3 separate regions of the Sus scrofa genome follow, and all the other regions are linked to region 1. The links are chromatin contacts, called in public Hi-C and HiChIP or PLAC-seq maps. All regions are on one chromosome and are shown on one strand. Each heading gives the region's core, a stretch centred on a gene start, on an enhancer-like site or on the middle of the called end of the contact. The rest is flanking DNA. Distances are from core to core; before and after follow the strand shown. Region 1 overlaps LOC110256931 (a long non-coding RNA gene). Region 2 holds the start of MARCH7 (E3 ubiquitin-protein ligase MARCH7). Region 3 has its middle 27 kb from the start of BAZ2B.

What was found. A called contact is a pair of places that touch in the nucleus more often than the background predicts. HiChIP or PLAC-seq counts read pairs in DNA pulled down with a chosen protein or histone mark.
Region 2: a contact with region 1 is called in a Hi-C map of liver, with 4 times the contacts expected there. The contact joins the promoter of MARCH7 here to the enhancer-like site in region 1. A contact is called at or near these places in 1 of 5 promoter capture datasets (liver), 19 of 47 Hi-C or Micro-C datasets (alveolar macrophages, brain, embryonic fibroblasts and 10 more) and 2 of 2 datasets of contacts at active chromatin or transcription factors (alveolar macrophages and skeletal muscle).
Region 3: an H3K27ac HiChIP or PLAC-seq map of alveolar macrophages shows a contact between it and region 1. The contact joins two enhancer-like sites. A contact is called at or near these places in 6 of 47 Hi-C or Micro-C datasets (alveolar macrophages, embryonic fibroblasts, liver and 2 more) and 2 of 2 datasets of contacts at active chromatin or transcription factors (alveolar macrophages and skeletal muscle).

What each region holds. Positions count from the first base shown.
Region 1 is chr15:66,560,218-66,564,326 of Sscrofa11.1, forward strand. The region is part of intron 4 of LOC110256931 (a long non-coding RNA gene); the gene reads right to left. Among named protein-coding and RNA genes, the nearest start is that of MARCH7, 87 kb to the right of the region's middle. Within about 2 kb of position 2,339, at least 10 of the 83 cell types and tissues checked have an H3K27ac peak or open chromatin away from gene starts, as enhancers often do. A contact at or near this core is called in alveolar macrophages and liver, where this site is marked.
Region 2 is chr15:66,646,516-66,650,853 of Sscrofa11.1, forward strand. It overlaps MARCH7 (E3 ubiquitin-protein ligase MARCH7), which reads left to right and starts at 2,848. Exons shown (of 10, transcript XR_299495.3): 1 at 2,848-3,131. It overlaps LOC110256931 (a long non-coding RNA gene), which reads right to left and starts at 2,875. Exons shown (of 5, transcript XR_002339014.1): 1 at 2,739-2,875; 2 at 916-1,099.
Region 3 is chr15:66,435,762-66,439,890 of Sscrofa11.1, forward strand. No RefSeq gene overlaps it. Among named protein-coding and RNA genes, the nearest start is that of BAZ2B, 27 kb to the left of the region's middle. Within about 2 kb of position 1,985, at least 33 of the 83 cell types and tissues checked have an H3K27ac peak or open chromatin away from gene starts, as enhancers often do. A contact at or near this core is called in alveolar macrophages and liver, where this site is marked.

The DNA.
Region 1 (4,109 bases), core at 1,089-3,588:
CATGTATCCCAGTTGGAGCATAAGGTCACTGAGTAAATGATGGCTATTAAAATAATTTTTCCTTTCCTACCCTTAATTTTTTTCCTGACATAAAAAATTAAATTTATAACATAAAAATCACAAAAGAAAAGATTTCATGTACACCCTTTCTCTCTAAGTAAATTATGAACTCCTTAAGCACATTATGGGCCATACATTTTATTCCTAGGCACCTTGAATTGTTTCTAGTTATTTAAAAATAGATGCTGACCTGATACTTATTCTCAATTTAACGACCAATATATTTAACTAATCACTGCTGCCTAATACATAACTATTAGCACATCGCAATAGTACTAAACATGAGAAACTAATAAGTGATTGTTTCCATGGGTGGGTACAGGATTATTTTTCACTCACTCATGAAGTGCTGAGATTACAAATACAGAAATAGACATTAATTTTTACCCCGGCACATGTAGTTAATTTAGTTATGCCTCTGGACTTCAGCTGAAACATATCAAATGCTACCTACCAAGAATGAAATATTTGCGATAAATTGCAAGAAATGACCTGTTTCACAAAAGGTGTTTCACATTACAAAGAAAAAAGTCAAAACCAAGGGACTATGTTATAGAGCACTTCATTAAAAGAACAAAAAAACAAAACCAGGGAAATTCTGGTCACATTCTATTCGGCGCCTACTCTCCTCCCCCAGCTCAGCCTGCTCCTACCTTTCCATTTCACACTTAGCACAAAAGAATTTACCAATTCTTCTCGTTTATGAGTTCTGGCAAGTACATCTCATTCTGGAGAGGGAAAAGGAAAGAGTTTTTACCTAACTGGCCAAAGTTATTACATGTTCTCTTCCTGAACCAACCACCTGACTGTTTACAAAGCCCTTCCCTAACCCTTCAACTTCCTACTTCAAATGCCCAAGGTATGATTCTAGATAAGAGTTATTTTCTCAACAAACTGCTGAAATTATTAATAACAAGGCAGGAATTCAATGCCAAGACACTTTGACCACAGTGAAGAGGACTCCATTACATAACAATTCTCCACTCCTCTTAACCCCATTTAAAAGACTTCTTGGAGTTCCTGTTGTGGTGCAGCAGCTGAACGAATCCGACTAGGAACCATGAGGTTGCAGGTTCTATCCCTGGCCTCACTCATATCCAGCGTTGCTGTGGCTGTGGTGTAGACCCGCAGCTGTAGCTCTGACTAGACCCCTAGCCTGGGAACCTCCATATGCTGAGTACAGCCCTAAAAAAAAAATAAAAGCCTTCTTTAAAACTGTCTCCTCTTTTTGTTGTTGTTACTGTCTACCCCCAATTCCTTTGGCTTTGAAGTACCCTTCTTTTAAAATAGATTTGACCCACAATCTCTGTTACTGTTTCTTTGTAGACCCTATTTCTTTCAGTACACTACACTAACAACCCATAAAAGTAGAAATACATTATGTGACTTATGGGCTGCTCCCTGATTTTTTTCAGGTGCTCAAGATCAGCTTAGCCGCTTCTTACACCACCATAATGGTTTATGTTAACAATAACCCTCCTCCCAGGAAGTCCAAAAGTAATGTTTCAACAACCATGTCATGATGGAAACCAGAAAATAATAAGTATGGTTTCTTTCTAAACTCAGATACTAGATAGCCTTCTATGTCTACTCATTTCCACATTTCATTTACCTCAAAACTCATCATCATCAAAATAAGAAATGATTACATATGTTTTAACGTTTTCTTCTAAAAGGTCCCTTCAAGTAAATGTTTATCACAATAATGCAAAAAGGAAAACGAAATAAATTTAAATTTATCTTACTGCAGTAACAATGAAGTTAGGAAAAGTCTAGCCACTGAAAACATACTTTCTTGTACATCTGTCTTTGTTTTAATCTTTCCTTTTCAAACTCTTTATTCTTTGTAGGATTTCTATTATAAGGGAAATTCAGTACTGATGTAATTTAAAGGAAGAGGTTAAACATTTTGTTGGCTTTTTGTCCTTATGGATATTCCTATTATTGATAGTCCAGCCAGTCTGTCTTCTTCATTCATCCAAAGGAACTAAAACAAGTAAAAGTGTTTTTTGAGCCAGAGGCATCAAACCTCCTTGGAAAGCTAGTTCCTCACCACCACATCTAGAAAAGGAAAAAAGAGGTCACATCCTCTTTGCTTGATGTTCTTGGTAGGTATGATGATACATTAGGTTTCAAGAAACAACATTTATAAAAGCACTGGAAAAGAATGAGGCAGAAGAGAGTTTTTCTGGTTGATCTCACATTAAACAATATTTGAATAACTCTGACCAGAAAGGGCAGTTCTGTCAGTTTTAACCTGGCTTCCACAAACTGCAATCCTATCACTGAAATGGATGATTTGAAACTGATTAACCTACCTTCTCCAGAGAAAGCCAAGCAGCCAATTCTGAAAGCAATGGAGGAAAAGCAGCACCCCATAATGATTTCTTTTCCATCTGGCATAACCCCCAAAAGACTGCTCAACTCCAGATACAACAAGCCCTAGTTTGAATTAATTTGTTCTAGAGGAGGCTCATGCTGTCCTAGTAATAATAGTCAGATTATTTCTTCTGATCTCTGAACATTCAGTTTATTCATTCTTGGTCTAATTCAAAGCTACCCAAACCAAAGAGCCGTTTCTGTGATTCTAAGCAAAAGTCATCTCTCTCCTGAGCTTTCACAAACTTTACTCCATAGCTCTCCATGAGTATGCTTGAAGACAGCATTCAATACAAACCTGATGAATGAAGGTAGCTGCCCTCCTTTTCCCCTATTATTAGGGGACCAATAAAAATATATCAAATGCCTGTGATTCTCCTGTGGCGGTTGTTTTTGAGTCAATTCATTTTTCGAGTAATAGCTAAATTTTCTGGATTTTTTTGCTAATATTTTAAAAATTGAACCCATTACTTCACCTCTCTTTTTATCTAAGTATAATTATCTGTTACAACGAGAACCAGGAAAGGTAGACAAATAAAATTCCAAACCTTTATTTTGGTGAAAAATCTAAGGACTTCTCTCCATCTGATCTACCAAGAAGTCAGGGAGAAAGGAAAACAGGGCTTATTTTAAATTTACCTGCTTTTATTTCCTCAGCTTATTCTGGGCTAAGATGCTGACGATCAGGGAGATAACTGAAAGGACAACAGTCCAAAAAAAGAGAGAGCAAAAGGGCATAGAACAATTTACAAAATGACTAATGTAACCTGAAATAATGGCAAATTAATGGTATATATAAAGTTATTATCCTATGGGACTCAAAACTAAAATACAACACATCGTCCTTTAATAACCTTTGAATTTATTATTTAGAAAAAAGTACAGCCTACTATCAGCTAGATTAAATTTGGCCATATATTCTGTTATATTACCAACATATCCAGCCATTTGTGAAGCCAAGAAAGAGTAAAATGCACTCTTAGGATTGGTACTCAACCTTGAAGTGCTGAAAGCCACTTCATCATCTAGTGTGGGGACAAACACATGCATGCAGCACATGCGAATCTAACACTTTGTTGTGTGAAAGCTCAACAGAATCACCGTCACTGTAAATCACTCAGAGAAATTATTTTAACATACACAAATCAAGGCAGAGTTCTCTCTGATTCCTACCAGGATATGCAAAATCACATTCAACATTTTCTCCCCCTACTCTCAATTGAAAGTTTGGCATACAGTGGCTTTCTCCTCTCTTTTCATTCACTACTAAGCAGCACAACACACAGAAACTATTATAGCTGGACCAGCTTTCACATGTTACTTCAATACACAGCTATACTTAATATTCCAGAAGTGACCCAAAAAGCAGAAGAGACTCCATCTTTGATTCCTTCTAAAAAACTGATAGTTTAGGATCAGCATTATCCTAACCCCATTTAATGTCTTGATTTTCCTTCCTTTCTCTCTTGCCTTACACCACTCCAAACTAAAAGTTCTGTCAGTCTTCTACATATTAGATGAAATTGTTTTATAGGCTACGGTTTGTGCTTCTTAAAACTACATCTAACTAGTAAAATATAATTAACAATATTTTCAAATCAAAGATAATTCAGTTATTTACCTATGGACAAAATCATAAAACATTTTCCAAAAATTACAATGGTTGTATA
Region 2 (4,338 bases), core at 1,598-4,097, 87 kb after region 1:
CCCTTGCTCAGTGGGTTAACGATCTGGCGTTGCCATGAGCTGTGGTGTAGGTTGCAGACGTGGCTCAGATCCTGCGTTGCTGTGGCTCTGGTGGAGGCTGGTGGCTACGGCTCCGATTAGACCCCTAGCCTGGGAACCTCCATGTGCCACAGGAGCGGCCCAAGAAATAGCAAAAAAAAAAAAAAAAAAAAAAAAAAAAAGATAAAATAACAGACCTTTTAAGTAACATATTTCCTAGGAAAAATCCTCAATTAGAGGCTTTTTTAAAAAATGAAAGAGAATTCTAACCTATCAGGTAGGCGAGGAAGTACTTAAGCATAAGAACAAAGGGTTGTTATGATCATGTTATGACCAACAATAGACAAATTTACAAAGTAGAAGAGAAAAAATTAATAATAGTAAAGAAGGCCTTAATTTAGAAAAGAAGCCACCTTCGAAAATGGGAACTAATGTGTTGGTGTGGCAAGTGGAGAACAAAGATATTTAGATACAAAAAGGTATGTCAGAGTTGGTCATAAGGAAAAAAAGTTGAGCAAAGGAAGGTCAAGTAGGGGAACTCTAAAAAAGGCAACCATTGGGTCTCAATTGGCCAGAACAGTTCTAAGTTTAAATCATTTTGCCTGTCAAATCACTGATCTTGATTTTAAGTTCATAAAATATAGTCTAGATTGTACCTATTTGTATCCATGATCCCTACCAAATTGTCTTTAACACAGAAAATCTCAATAATTATCAGCTGATAATGATAATTATCTGGAAACTCAAATCACAGAAAGCACATTAAAAAAACAATATCAATTAATAATAATTCTTAAAGAATAAAAACATACTTATGAGTGGTCATTATTTACTAGCATTAATAAGAAATTAGAGTCTGGAAAGTCTGCTTAGCATATGAAATTGGTGCCAACTCACCTCTGTTGATATTTTATAAGTGTTGGTTGGGGATGAAGTGATAATCTGCCAAAATCTGAATCATCCTTGCCAGGTTTGGGGGTTCTGTAGAGAAGACACCTTTACCAGGTCTGACTGCCATAGCTCAGGAAAATGGTGCGGTCATTCCTCTTAACGTAGAATGTACTTGAGATGTTTAAGGGACCTATGTAATAAGGTCCAGAAAGACAGTATTAGTAGTGGTTTAGATATGGAATGTAATAGTTAACAATTATGGAATGCTTAAACTATGTTCTAGGCACTGATGCATTAACCCATTTAATCTTTTCAACAACCCTATGAGTTATAGGTACTCCAACCCACATTTTATAGGAAACCTTGGCTTGGCAAGGTTAAGGAATTGCTCAAGATAACAAAGGGAGTAAGAGGCAGGGCTAAAATTTGAACCCATGCAGCCTGTGCTCAGGGTGTCTATGTTCATAACCACAATGCTACAGGTAGACTCAAACAGTTGGAAGAAACCTGGGCAAATTTTCTATAAAGAGCAAATTAATTTTCTCAAACAATCCCTGTTCACTTTATTCCATATTAGATAGTCTTCAACTCACCTTTTTTTTTTTTTTTTTTTCTTGGTCTTTTTAGGGCTGCACACACGGCACATGGAGGTTCTCAGGCTAGGGGTTGAATAGGAGCTGCAGCTGCCAGCCTACACCACAGCCAGAGCAATGCCAGATCTGAGCCTCATCTGCAACCTACACCACAGCTCATGGCAATGCTGGATCCTTAACCCACTAGGCGAGGCCAGGAATCAAAGCCACCTCCTCACGGATACTAGTCGGATATGTTAACTGCTGAGCCACAATGGGAACTCCTTCAACTCACATTTTAAAGAGATAGAATGGCATTTATATGCCAACTTTAAATAATAATTATCTTTAATATTTTACAATTTACAATAGTGAAGAATGAACAGTCTGTTAGTTTCTAAGACAGAGGGATGATACATTTCACCCTCCGGATGAAATAACAAAAACCACAAACTTCATACTACATTTATTGAAATTACTTGGATCTAAAGAATTGCTTAAACAACCTAATGAAAATAGGTCAGTGTACCAATCAAGTGTAATCAGTATGCCTCCAAGTTTCAATAACTTAATCTTTACTGGTGAAGAACTTTGATGTTTGGTACATTATTCAAAATCCACATATTCACCTAAATTCACCGAAATTGTGGCTTTTTCCTCTAATCTACTCCTTTTCATTAGGATTCTTTTATATCTTGGTTTACCACATTTACAGATTTCTGAAAGTTTCGTCTCATTCTCGTCAGGCCATTTACCTCACAATTTTCCTCTCTAAATGGATGAATTCTTACTGCAAAATCTGTAGCTACACTACCAAAGATTAGTAAAACGATCTTAAAAGACTTGTCTAAGAAACTACACCACCACCACTGAATTACAACCAGTAACAAATGGTCCGGGACAAATCCACTCCAACCTTTAAAGGAGAGGGTTCGGATACACAGGGCAGACAGGGAATGGGAGGAGGGGAGGTCGGAAAAGGCAGTGTTTGATTCAAGTCAATAAACATTGACTGCGCCACTCCTCAAGCGGAAAAAAAAAGGGGCGGGGGCGGTATTTTGAGCAGTGGGCCTTGCAGGTTTGCAGGAGGAGGCAAGAGCCTGTGCCACGGACTTGGGCTCTGGAGAACGGCAGGGCTGGATACCAGCCCTTCGCCAAGCCAGGCGAGGGCGGCCAACTAGGGCCGGGCCTCCAGCGCCCAGCTCCCGGCGCCCGCACCCTCGCAAGCCCGCCGGCCGACCAGTCGAAGCCGCTTACCGATGGCGCCTCGCTGACTCCCCAGGGGCAGCCCTTCAACGGTTGCCGCAGTCAGAGCACCACCCCGCGGTGGGGTACGTCGAGTCCGCCCGCAGTTCTCGGGTCCGCGGAGCTTCGCCACTCTCGCGAGAAGTCGGCGGAATCCGCGAAGTGGTGGGGTTGGGGGAAGGAAGAGAAGGGAGGGGCTTTTAACGGTGGCGGCTGCTTCTGCGCCTGATCCTGGAGAAGGGCGGGCGCCATTGTGCTTCGCCGCCGACTGTTCAGCCTCATTTAGAGGCCTAGAACTCAGAGGAAGAAGGTAGTGGTGTGATCGCTGGGAGCCGGACGCGCCTGTTCGGTGTTAGCACCGGAAGAAGGGGAATAAGCTGCGGAGTTTGGGCTTCTACCTCTGGGGTAGGTGGTTCTAGTCTAGGCCGCTGGTGGGGGAGGGGAGGAAATGAAGTGCGGCCCCGGGGACGCGGAGGCCCCTGCTTCCTTCCTCTCTAGATGGGGTGAAGGAGCTTGATCCCGCGAACGAAGCGGAGCTGTCCGCAGGCCTTCTTTGCCCGGAGCCTTTCGTCCCGTGGTGGAGTTTTGTGACGGGTGAAGGGGGCAGGTTGTGCGTCTTCCATATGGACTTGCGGCGGGCTCGGGCAAGGGGCTTGAGCCATATTTTGGCCTTTGGCGGCCTCCCCTTAGGTTGGGTTTAGGAGGGTCTTTACCGAGCCCCGAGGGCGAGCAGTGTCACGTGTAAAATATTTAATGAGCGAGGTGTTGAAGGCCAAGAGACTCAGGGCTCTGCCAGCCCAGCCTTGAATTGTAGGGACTTTGCCAGCACCTTAGATGCGGTAAATATTTGCTGATTGATTGTCCAAGTTCTTGAGTATCGTAATAACTTTGGGCTTTCTTTTGCTTTGTGGTAAATTGTACGTTCTTCAAATGGAAATACGTGATGATATGTGTAAGAACGGACTTGTTGGCCTAAGAAGTAAAAATATGGAGGGCATCAGTAGAACATAGTACTCCTTCATTTTGATGAAACTGCATAATGAAGATGACTGTGTACACACACCAAAAATACTGTAATTCTTTTTTCCTACGTACAGATGTAAATATATGGGCAACATCTCTCTTGGTAATAAATTCATCACGAATGCTGTCGTTTGTCACTATTAAGAACAAAGGTGCCAAGTGAAGTGGAATTCAGTAAGATTTTTTTTTTCCGATTTTGTATAATATTTTAGTTTTTTTTTTCATTTTAAAAATAATTTAAAAATCTCTCCTTGCTCTCATCTGTCCGTTTCTGTCTAGAGCCAAGAGGTAAGGTTAAAGATGAATTTTTGACTTAAAAATCAAATGGTATACCATTGTTAAAAAGGCAGGCATATAGTGTAACTAGATTTTTGCTTTCCTTTGAGATAAAATTTTGTTTCAGAAATGGGGTCATTACAGAATTCCCTGGTGGCTCAGCAGGCTAAGAATCTGGAGTTGTAACTGCTATGAGTGGATACTGCTGTGAAGGGGGGGGGCGTCCCTGGCTGGGGAACTTCCGCATGCCTCAGGTGTAGCCAAAAAACAAACAAAATCCGTATTAAAAATTTTTTAAAAAATGAGGTCAGTG
Region 3 (4,129 bases), core at 735-3,234, 120 kb before region 1:
AAAATACATTGCTCTAGTGTATTGACGGTTTGAGTTAAAGGCACTTGAAAAACAGCAGATACAAGAAAAACACTGATCCTTTTTTTCTTAAAAGCAGGAAATGAAATTACTGTATGAAAGATGTCCTCCCTATATCAGAAGGAAAGTAACATTCTTATCATCAAGGACAAAATACTGAGACTGAGCGGATTCTAAAAAAACAGACCCCATTAAAATAATTCTTATCTTCCTTTAGTTTCCCCACATAGTTTAGTCACTTTTTCACAATTGTCTTTCTTTGTTGAGCCTAATATAAAACAAATAGATTTCACCATTTCTTTGGGTCTCCATTCCTACGGAGACTCATGAAAGTCACACAAAACTTGTATTAAATAAATGTGTATCCTTTTCTTCTTTTGATCTGCTTCATGTCAATTTAATTCTCAGGCTCCTGCCAAAAAGAACTCTGAGAAGGTGAAAGTAAAGGTAAAAGTTTGCCTTTCCTACTATAAAATTGGCCCAACAGTTTGCACATATTAAGCATTCAATAAGTGACATCTGTTATTTGTTATTACAAATTAAATAGGGGCACTATTGTAAGTCCCACTTCGACAACCTGACTAAGCTAGAATACTCATCAAATATCATTTTCACAATCTCCTTAGATTACTGAGTTACCTAACTATCTTTGATAAGCATTTTGCAAAAGAACTTAGCTGAACACTCTCAACAAAAGTATTTACATTACTCCAGAATATTTTAAAACATTTCTGAATGTGAGGTTCGATGCCCATTGTCTTCAATGTTTAATTTCATAATGTTTTCTTTTATATAACCAGGATAGCCAATACTAGACGTTAAAAATTAAACATCTTACTATTTTAGATAAACTATACTTATAGACCTATAATATATACACACATTCTTCCCTTCTACTCTGAATAATCTCACTTCTAGGAATAAGACTTTTGAGAAAAAGTTAAATAATTTAAGTATACTTGTGACTCTTTACTAAATCACCTCCAAGCTTTCCACATCTCATTTTAGTCATGCATCCAAAAATATGTAGACTCCTCTGGTAATGTTATATTAGGGATTGAGTGAAACTAACAATTCTGTTGAAATTACAAAGGTAGTTATATGATTTTATTTCAATCTTATTTTCCATTATTTTACAATAAAAATTTTTTTTCTATTATTTCCATGTCTTCTGTGACTCCTAAATGTTTTCCTATTCTATGTTCAGAGTCAAGTCTCCATTTTATAAAATACTTAGGAATAATCATTTTCTTTATAGTTTGTGCTACCATAAAGAAAAAAAATACACATTTTACTTAGTACTCCTATGGACAGTAAACAAGAAAACCAAGGTAAGCAGTTTAAATGACTGTCCCAAGGCCACAGATGGAGTGACTGCAAGCTTTAGGATTAAAACTAAGAAGCTCATTATTCCCCTTCTTATATTCTGAGTACTTAATATTGTTTTCACATCACAAGGATCTCATACTTAATTTATGAATAATAATTTAAGAATTAAAACAGTTATCAATTATGGCAAAATATTTGTATATAGATTTATGAAATTTATTAAATAAACATAAAATTAGTTTATCCAACAGTCTCTGAAAAAATTAACCTGATTTACTACATAAGTTATTTTTTAAATTTTGCTTAAGGTGTCAAGAAAGTCACAGCTTAATATATCATTTCAATGTCTTTTTTAAAAGCTTATTTCTTTAACTAAAATCTACAATAAGTATATAAGAAGACTGGATTTAAAGCCAAGCAAAAATACTTTTTCAATTAAAAAAAAAAAATCTCCAAACTTAAAACAGTAGTTTCTACTCTAATCGTAAACTTCAACTTCAGGATATATTTATAACAGATCTATCTCTGAAAAGACAATGATAAAAAGTAAAGAAAACACCATATACTACTGCATTTACAGGAGAAAAAGACATACAGTATAACATTAACAGCTTACTGTGGAGAGTGGGTTTAATCAGGAAGTAGCCATTATCCTTTCGATTCAGAGCAGTGACAGCACTCCAAAACAACAAGCCGTGATATTTTTCAGTTAAAAGGCATGAAAGAATACCTGCTATTGTGTCCTAGCTTTGCTGACCCCAAAGGTCACCATATGTCTTTTATCAAAAGCTATCATGAAAACATAATCCAAGTAAGCATTTATAATGCTTTATTTGTTGAAACACCTAACATCTACCTAACACAACCTCTCTCCCTCAGTTACTCACAAAACATGGCTGTCTTATTCAGAGATTAGCAATTATTGTAATGAGATACTGTCGGAGAGGGTCAAATAGTACTTCCTGCAGTTTACACATCTTGATTTCCTGGTAAACAAACTGAAAGGCAGGTGGAGCCCATAGATCACCAGTAAACGTGAACGCTCACGTGACAAACTAAGCCAGGTAAGGTTGAGGTCCCAAGTAATCGTTCCTAATTTTATTAACGTCAAAACAGACAATAAAGAGTTCTGTCTTTCTTCCTTTTTAAAGGAGCGTTTATTCCTGACATGTGAAGGCACATAGTTTAGAAAAAGGAATGCTTGAGAAATGAGTCTGTTTAAGCAGGCTTTAAAAATCACTCCTCAGCAGGTAAATTTAAAAACAGGGCAGTGCTAGCTAACAAGACTTAAAAAAAAAAAATAAACTAAGATTAACTGTTCCAAAACTTGCTAAATACAAAGAAAAGTCTTTAAATTTCAACTGCTTCAAGAAAAATAGATAAAAGAAGTTTCTGAATTATAATTAAGGACCAAAATTAAATTTTTAGTCAAAGTATAAGCCTATTTTTATTAGACAAGCTCTACCAAAATAAGACTAATTTATATAGTCATCTTTGGAAAAAACTCAATTATATGAATCAAAAAGTTTACATAACTCGGAGCTATTCCCTGCATCATTTTAAATTCGCATTTCAAAAAGAAAACAAAACCTAAAATATTTACCTGTGAGCATTTAAAAATATATACTGTTATCTTGAAAATTAAGCTCCTTTGGCTTTAGTTTTTTTTCCCCAAAATTACTGTTTTTTTACTCTCTGAATTTCTAGTATAGTTGAATGGGAGTTGATTTAAATTAACTAAGAGTATAAAACAAACATATACTCCATCAAAATGATAAAATAATTCACTCAGTTAAAAATTTTAGATTTTTTTAATCTACAAAATTTTATTTATCATTAAAATTCTATATATTCTATTCAAAATTCTATACTTAGGTGCTGCATCTGTGTCCTATTATGGACACAGCATGTTTTAATTTTAATGCAAAGAGCATTTAATGACCCTTTTACAGCAGCATAATCATATCAAGGCATTAAATTATATAACTTAAATCAGGTGTATGTTTACTCTATTTGCCAAATAAAATTTTAATGTATTGAAATAGAAGACAAAGTTACAGTAAAATCACTAACAACAAAAAAACACCCAAGTAGATAAGACTGTGTCAAGAATACAATATCTCAGGTCTCATTACAAACATTTAATATGTGTCATTTGAAAGGAGTACATATTTATTATTGAACATTAATGCAAGTTGATAATCACTATCTTTACTATGACGACACACGAAATAGACAGCAAATTTCAGAAAACTAGGGAGTTAACAGTTTCAGCTGAATTTCTTGGTCAAAATAAATAATTCAGATATCCTATAATTACCCAGAATGCAAAACACAGCCCTTATTTCCTTTATAGAAAATTTCAGATATCATTCCTACTAATTAAGTAGCTCTGACTGTGTAATTCATATATGGAAACAAAATAAAATTTTAAATTAGAAAACTGTCATTTCAATTATTTCAAAAACCCATGACTATCTTAGTTTTCCATAATGGGTCAAATTTAAAGGATAATGAAATTAAAATACTGAAGTAAAGAAAATAAATTTGAAATTTTGTTTCATTCAAGATAGCTTTTATCAAATGTCAGCAAATTTTGGTGTTAAGAGTTTACAGTTCAGTTGAAAGGGTAGGAACAAAAAACAGGGTAACATATGAGATATCCTGTGATTTAGAAAAAGACCTCCTCTGAGCTAAAACATGACAAAAGGGAATTTTCCCCTCTCTAGATATATTGCAGCCCTACTTGTTTTCTCATTTCTCAGTCAAGCACTCTCTGGTT